Linked DNA regions of Ostrinia nubilalis: region 1 is linked to region 2. A link is a contact called in public Hi-C data. All regions are on one chromosome and are shown on one strand. Each heading gives the region's core, a stretch centred on a gene start, on an enhancer-like site or on the middle of the called end of the contact. The rest is flanking DNA. Distances are from core to core; before and after follow the strand shown. Region 1 holds the start of LOC135078510. Region 2 holds the start of LOC135078504 (enhancer of split mbeta protein-like).

What was found. A called contact is a pair of places that touch in the nucleus more often than the background predicts.
Region 1: a Hi-C map of whole larva shows a contact between it and region 2, with 4 times the contacts expected there. The contact joins the promoter of LOC135078510 here to the promoter of LOC135078504 in region 2. A contact is called at or near these places in 2 of 5 Hi-C or Micro-C datasets (whole body and whole larva).

What each region holds. Positions count from the first base shown.
Region 1 is chr15:11,057,899-11,062,386 of ilOstNubi1.1, reverse strand. It overlaps LOC135078510, which reads right to left and starts at 3,201. Exons shown (of 3, transcript XM_063973051.1): 1 at 2,822-3,201. The coding sequence starts at 2,939.
Region 2 is chr15:10,902,652-10,907,146 of ilOstNubi1.1, reverse strand. LOC135078504 (enhancer of split mbeta protein-like) reads left to right here and starts at 3,109. Exons shown (of 1, transcript XM_063973045.1): 1 at 3,109-4,132. The coding sequence starts at 3,170. The coding sequence ends at 3,769.

The DNA.
Region 1 (4,488 bases), core at 1,952-4,451, 160 kb before region 2:
ATTGATATTTTGTATTGTTTTATTAGGGAAAATAATAAAAATATGATTATTTTTAACTCATTAGTTTTTTTTTCACTAAAAGTTTATTTTAGACGACTATTCGCCGAATGCCGAATAATACTAGCTATTATTCGGTATTCGACGAATATCAAAAAAATGTCGAGTAATGCCGAATACCGAATAATAGCGAGTATTCGCGGCAACTGTAGTCAAGAGTAATGAGCTTCAAAATTGCAATGTAGTCCAGTCAATGAATGCCTTAACGACGGTGTAGAGAGAAATCCTTGGAACACAATTTCTGACCTCGGGACTTTATTTAGCCTAGTTAGGTGGTGAACATAGCAAAAGTCCCCGCCCTTAGCCATTGAGCCGGCGGGGAGAGGGGGGTTTAAAGGTACCACTTTTCGGTTTTTCGCTTAATCCTCGGAAACTATGCGTCCTAGTGACATGATTACTATGAACCAAAAAAAGCTTATTCAATTTGCTACAGGCGAGACTGTCAAGTGTTTCTATATCTTGTATAGTTTTTGCGGCATCTGCTCTAGAAGGTCTGTAAAATTGGAAATTTTATTTTTGTCTTACATGTTCCTATCAGGAGAAAATCGACTAAATCAACATTGAGCAAACACTATAGACATGCGGGAGCATGTTAAGCCTAGTTCCAGGGAGGGGACTGAACCGAGCGTATATTTAGACGAACCAATTGGAGCCACTTTTGACTCCTCATCATTTAAAAACTACTGTGCATTAACACTTCAAATTTGGCTCATGTAATGAGACTTGCAAGATATACATAAGCTTCAAATTTCATAAATATACCTCAAACGGTTATTTAGGTATTGACGTTCAAAAATCGACATTTAGAACACTAAAATCTATCTATCACCTATGAAATGTTAAAATTTACTAGTTTTTTATTTGTTCCTTTGTATTTACATAACTACCTCTCTAGATGCCAAATTTGAACCTTCGAGGTCATCTGGAAGTGGTTAGAATTTGGTCTATAGGTCAGACATGTAGATTTTTGGACGTCAATACCTCAAGAATCGTTTGAGGCATATTTATGAAATTTGAAGCTGATGTATATCTTGCAAGTCTCAACACATGAGCCAAATTTGAAGTGTTAATGCACAGTAGTTTTTGAGTGATGAGCAGTCAAAAGGGGCTCAAAGTGGTTCATCTAAATATACGCACGGTGCAGTCCCCTCCCTGGAACTAGGCTTAACATGCTCCCGCATGTCTTGAATGATTGTTAAATGTTGATTTAGTCGATTTTCTCCTGATGGGAACATGTAAGACAAAAACAAAATTTCCAATATTACAGACCTTCTAGAGCAGATGCCGCGAAAACTATACAATTTATAGAAAAACTTGACTATCTTACCTGTAGCAAATTGAATAAGCTTTTTTTGGTTCATAGTAGTCATGTCACTAGGACGCATAGTTTCCGAGGATTAAGCGAAAAACCGAAAAGTGGTACCTTTAAACCCCCCTCTCCCCGCCGGCTCAAGGGCTAAGGGCGGGGACTTTTGCTATGTTCATCTCCTAACTAGTCTAAATAAAGTCCCGAAGTCAAAAATTGTGTTCCACGGTTTTCCATCTATAATGCTTTATTGACTGGACTAATGGACCCGAACAATTTATGGTTTCGGTATTAAAATACTACAATTTTCACGTTTTAAAAGATAACATAATGGTTTCTTGAATATTAACGAGTCGGGTAGATAGAGGAGGTAAAACATATAAGATAACTACACAGTTTAACATCATGCTGACAATGCATGTGTTTTTTTTACTCACTAACAATCAAAGTCCAGTCTTTTGAAGATAATAGCTACCTAATTGGACATTTTGAGTATTGAATTCCATATTTTTATAGCAAACTAATAAAGCTTTTCATAGCAATATTTGCCAGTCATAAAGCATTGCTAGAATATTGCAAAAACAATTTTAACTAATTAACCGGTTTTCAGTAAAGGAGAGATGGATCAAGTTTGAGGTCAATGACCTTTACCAAAAAAATTAGAAGTGAACACGCATTTTACAAAGGGTTTATTCGTTCGCCCGCGAGTCCCTAATAGACCTAATTATTTTTTTGTCCGGCGAATTGACTTCTGGTCACGCCAGGTGTTTTTCAAGTCTAGGCCAGCGCATTTATGTTGATTGAAGCACACGCACTACCTACTGGGTTTTTCAAATTACCTATTTGTGATAATAAATTATAGGCTATTGTTATCTTATAAACAATAATTAGGTTAGTAAGAGGAGGTTTGGTTAATATCTACTTATTATGTAAAAATTACTTAAATGTCCTAGTAAGTAAATGTAAGATAATTAGAATAAAATTGTTTTAAATGTAGGTTACCTAATACCTATCTGTTCTTAGTAGTGAACACGATTCTTTTAACTCGAGAGGGAAGAAGTCAGCTAGTTATGAGATTAATTTGAATTGACCACTGACCAGTCAGAATGGAAGGTAGGTAGGTAATTTTGGTATTTTTGGCATTTGGCTGTACCCTTAGATAGATCTAAGGCTGTACCGCTTTATTAATCTAAGGCTGTACCATAGATTCTAGTTTGATTCTCTTCTACTGTCTCTAAACTCTCTCTTATCAACGTAAGTAAAATGTTGTCTTGTAAAAGATAACATTTACTTTTTAAAGACAATTAATTATAGAGTGTAATTTTCAGCTCCCGACAAAAACCACAGCATGAACTTAAGTTATTTAAGTAGGTAACCTAAATAACGTATTAGGTAGGTATGATAATGTAAACAATAACGTATCGGCTAGACATGAACGATATTAATTCATGAACTGACCTGATATCCTCAAATTTGGATCAGCTGGTGTCGGCACTGGGCCCGGGGTCAACTCAGGGTTCAACTTCCTCAATCCGGCCACCACTCGTGGTGCCGGCGACTGTTCCCCCACGAGCATCTCACAACATTTTACCAATGATCACAACACCACAATCATAACATCACAATTATCACAGCTCTGTAAATCCAAAACTTCAATGGTCGTTGTCAAACTAATCAAAACAACTCAAAATGTAACTGTCAAATCGTTTTTTAAACGTCGAAAAAGTTCGTTAAACGCGCGCGCCTCATTACATTGTTCGTTCACAACCAGTCGCGTTCGACGACTGTCCTGTCAGGCCTGCGCGGCAATGAATGAATGAATTTGATTTGCTTGGGTTGTGCCCGCCCCTCTACCACAATCTACGCTTACTACTAAGAGTAAACAAAAACACGAATGGCGGGCGAAAACGGTTCATCACTGAAGACGTCTAACGCCATCTAGCGGTGAGTAGAATCATTAATCAAAGTTTATTATAATAAATGTACATACACGGTATAAATAGTTTGATGTTTATTCCAGTGATCAAATGGAATAATTATGGTTAAAGTCACTTTATTTCTCATAAGTATAATTAATTAAAATATGATATTATTAATCAAAACATAAAAATGTTAAAACGTCCTGAAGAAACAAATGATAAAAATAATAATATTATACAGACATCTATCGGTGAGTATTATAGTTAATAACCATGCTTTCAAAGCACGCCAATAGTGACATCTGTCTTTCGTAAGCTAAACGAAATGTCTTGTTTTCCACTGCTAGTTTAAGCATAGTGTACTTATATGCTTTTAATTGCAAGTTGTGGATCGCTGATACTTCTTGTAGTCAACAATAGATGGCAGTGTACGTTTCATATTTTCAACGAAAGATGTCGCGATTAGTAATGAAAAAGCTTCACATTTTCGCGCCACCAAAGCATCCTCACGTAGAAATGAATTTTATTAGACATAGGTACCTATCCTATTAAATTAATGTATTTATTTTGTACTTGCATCGAATAAATATTTTTTCTTTCTTTCTAATATTTTTCTATATGTATCTATAGCAATAAACATATTGAGTATTGAGTATTGAGAACTAGCTTTTGACAGTTCTACCAATAGCGTATTGTTTTGTGAATTTAAAACCATAAAGTTAATATTCCTTTTAAAACCTACATTTCTAACTTACTACAATAGTAGAGAACAGCTTGTAGCTAAAATTTTAATATCTGGGCTGGGCGTTCATGGACTCATGGAGGTATTCAATTTTAGTTACTTTTATTATAACTTTAATAATGCAGCAATTTAGATACGAGTAGGTATAAGCAGGCAGGATAAATTATGTAAGTAGGCATGTACCTATACTACTCGTACGTAATTTCTTGAAAAATATAGCTAAAGAATTTTGATTTGTTTTTTTACCCATAAGGTTATAAAATGTGTCAAGAAGATATTTTGAACATTGAAGAATAAGCATAGGTACTTTTTAATCTGCGGTCAGATAAGGTTCTTTTTATCATATTGATTGCATTCAGTAATAAGGAAAATAAAGGTATAGTAGGTAGGTAGTGTACCTACTTACTCTACATTATGTAGGACTATTAGGTAATTAGGTATAAGGAAAGTATCTAGCTGTTACT
Region 2 (4,495 bases), core at 1,860-4,359:
TCTTATCGTGGTGATGTCTCTGTTACCTACATAATGGAAAGATTTACAAAAATTGTCTAGATAGGTAATATTTAGTATCAGAAATCATAATAACCTAATAAGGGTAAAACAATAGAGATTCATGTTCAATTTAGTGCTCAATTCCCACATTTTTACACACAAATTCAGTCTGAAAGTCTAAAAAATTCATGAAGAAATAGCATGCTCTCTGAAGCACAACCCCGTCATTATTTTCATTAAATGAAGACGCCACTAACTTATACTTAATTCATGTTTCGGAAAGAAAAAAATACCCTGTTAATAACCGGATCTGATCCAATGAGTTTCCCACCGCGAGGAAGTCGCAAAAACTGCGCCAACGCAGGATTTACCGAAGCCCCTCGTATGCGCGAGAAAAACCTATCGCAAAAACGAGAATGAGATTTTTATTCTAATTGAACATGAACATGCATTAAGCGTGTGAAATCGTCGCTGAAAATGATATTTAAAGATGTTTTTTCAATGAATTTTTAATGAGCGGAATTGTTTATAAGGCTTGTTTTCGATTTATACGAATAAAATTGTTCCTTCTATTTATACTACTTTAAAAAACTAAAAAATAAGATTTTATTCAGGATTTTTATGTAGTTTTTTTATGTATTTTTAATAGCATGACATCATATTGTAAATTGACAGACAGTACACACAATATCAGGCTCTAATGAAGATGTAGAGTCAACTTTGCAAGTCAAACGGACGAATAGGTCGTCGCCAAGTTCATGTTTGTTTGATTACGTGTTCCTAGAATTGACACAACTGCTAACGAACTATGAATATCCACGTGCTGGAATTTGTTTAGAAAATTGTAATACTATGAGATAGATGGTATACTAACCCTTAAATAAAACTTATTGATCTAAACAGTAATGTAAAGACCGTTGTATTCTCTGTAAGGAGTTTTTAAAGTCTACCCTACACTCCTAGTCCCACCACTGCAATTTATAGCTAAGATGACTGCTTGACCCCAATGAAACCAAATCAAAGATGTTTTGGGAGAAATACTAATTGTTTACAATCAAGTTTTATACAAATTACGTATTTGCATTTTCGAGATAACAAAGTGTACCTAACATTTAAAAATATAATATGTTTACAACCTACATTGTCCAACTATCGTAATATAACGTCGTAGTTTAAATGATAACATTTCTTTTTTGTTTTCAGAGTTCGTTGTCTTCCATCTTATTTGTAGAGCTATCATCGATTAGTTGGTTCAGTACATCACTAATCCCATGTCCCATAATAATAAATTGAGATAACTCCAGAGTGTTAATGTGGGTGTTTACGGAGAAAAAACAGTTATCGGGTGTCGCCCGAGGTGCGTAGGCGCAACCCACGCGCCTTATAAAATCCTGCGTACAATTAAGGTTACCCCTTAAATGATTGATGTAAAACTCTCTTTTTTTAAATTAGGACTGTGAAATATCTATATCAGATTAAAAATAGATAATACCTAAGTATAATCTACGTCACCTTCTATAAAGCCAGTCATGTTGACGAAAATCATATGCAATGACATGAATAAGGAAACATAGTTGTAAATAAAAGAACATGGACTTTGAACGTGGATAGTTTTTAGAAATGTAAAAACAGATCCGATATTAGACGATCTACGTCAATACGATTTAGCATAAATACTTGATAAAATTAAAATTGACTGTTGAGCTCTATTCGTGGGGCTCTACCTATTATGGCCTACTAGAACCGGCGTTGACCGTTTATAGCATTGACGTCAAGAATATAAAAATAGGTACTTTTCAAGCTATAGCGAATTTGATTGATCAAGTAAAAAGTATGAGGTTTATATTTTATCAGTCTCTATATCAAACATAAAAATCTCCAGCCATAACATTCACCTCTTACATGACTTGTTATAAATCCCACGAGTGTTAATATAGCATTAACAATAACAGTATTGTCTGAAGCGTGTACTCTCGGTTCCATCCGCTACCGGCGCCGGCGCTCGCGTTACGCACACATAAGTACGCCCAATTAAACACGCACACAGCTGTTATGGTATCGACGTGACATGTTGACTTTCATTAAGTTCTAAGTCCATGGAAAAATCCTAATGTTAATTGGTTAGAGCTAAGTTTGACCCGAATCATTTTGGCGCTAAACATACCCAAATGTGATCTAATGTTTTCAGAAAAATAATTAATGTGCTCTTTTAAAGTCAGTAACCCACAAGAAGTGTGTTTACTAGCACTGTAATACATTATTATGTTAATACAAATTATTCATAATTCTAATCCAAAGTCAATCAAAATAATCCTATCATTATAATCCTTTACGCACGTACTCATAACAGCTCTTTATTTCAGGCCAATCATTAAGTGAGTTCCTATCTAGGGCGGGATCGGTCAGCAATTTCATCTGTCAATAATTATTACAACGCATAATCCGTGATTGATTGAACAGTAGCCAGTTGGACACAAATTGAGGCGACCATTGTGCTACCGCGGCTTGATTTATCATCCGACTCGCTTGCGACACAGTAATAATTAGACCCGCATCAATTAGAAGAATGAAGAAATAAGCCGCTTAGAAAGTATTAAGTCTGCTACGGCAGGCCTACGAATCTGCTACGAAATTCGTAGAGCCAAAAATCTATTTCGCTCAGTTTTACAAAACCTTGTCACCTATTAAAAATAAGAGGTACTTAAATGTTTACCTACATAAATATTTCTTAAGGAAAATTGATAGAAGTGACTAATCGTAAGGCATCAGATCTTCACGATTGAATATTCAACATTAGTAGTGAACAAGACACGGTAGAGTCAACACTCTACCTCTAAATTCTAAACCCACGCACTAAAACACAGCGCTAGATTTTCTAATCCGCGCTCCTAACCTAGGCGATCGGTAGCGACATAGATTGAGTGAATTGTGCGCGGCAGGCGTCGCGGCGTGCGCCCGCGCCGGCGATTGTTTACGGCGCGCACGCGCGGGCGCTCGTGGTCCCCGCGCCCCGCCGGCAGCTGCTCGGCCAGCACAGGTGGCGCGTGTGGGAACTCGGCAACTCCGTGCGTTCCCACGATCCGCTCCCTATATAAACCCCCGCCCGGCGCGCCAACCGCATTCCGCGTTCAACGCTCAACGCAAACACACGCACTCACAACACTCAACCATGTCTTACGAGATCGCTTACTCGCTCGCAGACGACGGCCCGCAGCCCGTCTCGCGCACTTACCAATATCGCAAAGTGATGAAGCCGATGCTCGAGCGCAAACGCCGCGCTCGCATCAACCGCTGCCTCGATGAACTCAAGGAGCTGATGGTCAGCGCCCTTCAGTCGGAAGGCGAAAACGTCGCTAAACTGGAGAAAGCTGATATTCTGGAATTGACCGTTCGTCATCTGCACAAACTTCGCCGCCAGCGTCGCCTGTCACTCAACCCGACTGTGGACGCCGACCGCTTCCGTGCTGGATTTACTCACGCCGCAAACGAAGTGTCCCGCTGCCTGGCTTCCATTCCTGGAGTGGACGTGAGGTTGGGAACTCAGCTGATGACACATCTTGGACACAAGCTGAACGATATGCAGCGCGCTGCCGCGGGATCTGACACGCCGCCAGCGAGCCCACCCAGCCCCGCTCTGTCGACCTCCTCATCATCCTCTGGATACGTGAGCCCGTCTCCGCCGGCGTCGCCCGTGCACATGCACACGCCCCTGGACTGCACGACCAGCGCGACCTTCACCAAGGCCCCAGCAGTGTGGAGGCCGTGGTAAGCCGCAGCCCCGGGTCAGGGGGCCGGCTCCGCGGTCACATCTGTTTAGCGCCGTTCGGAGCCGCCGCTCCTCAATGTGTCCACCCTGATCCAAGTTCAGTGTTGCTCATGTGAAGTTGAAGATGACCAGATCTCACGATAAATTAGTGTAGGGAAAATAGTTCGTAAGTTGAACAAGAAGCTTTAATAAAAGTAGCCTATAAGACTATTTGTGATATTAAAGAGTAATAATTATTATTGTATAAGAAATGTTGTATCGAGCCTTACTGAGGTCGCATTGTTATATTTTTATCGTTGAAAAGATTTCACGAATTGTGAACAAGAAGAGAATAAGTTAATGAAAAATATATTATTTCTAACTCTATTTCTGCATTTCAATTATCACCTTTTTACACTAAGTTTGATAACACAATGGGTATACAAAAACTCAAATACACACACACATGTAACACAGTACCAAAAACAAGTGCCTAAAATAAGTAAACAATAAGATAAAGAATTATTATGAAAAATCGGTGGCACGCGAAGAGCTAAGGTCACTGATAAGAGAGTTATCATGTGCCCGAAATAAACTGAAGACGAAAACACATGAAATGAAGACTGTTGAAATGTCAACAAATAGCTAAGGAGGTTAAGGGCATGCACCTATGACACGCCGCGCGCGCTCGGATGGGAACTTTCCTGTTTACGTACTCGCATGTCCGCGCGATACTACGCACGCTGTCAT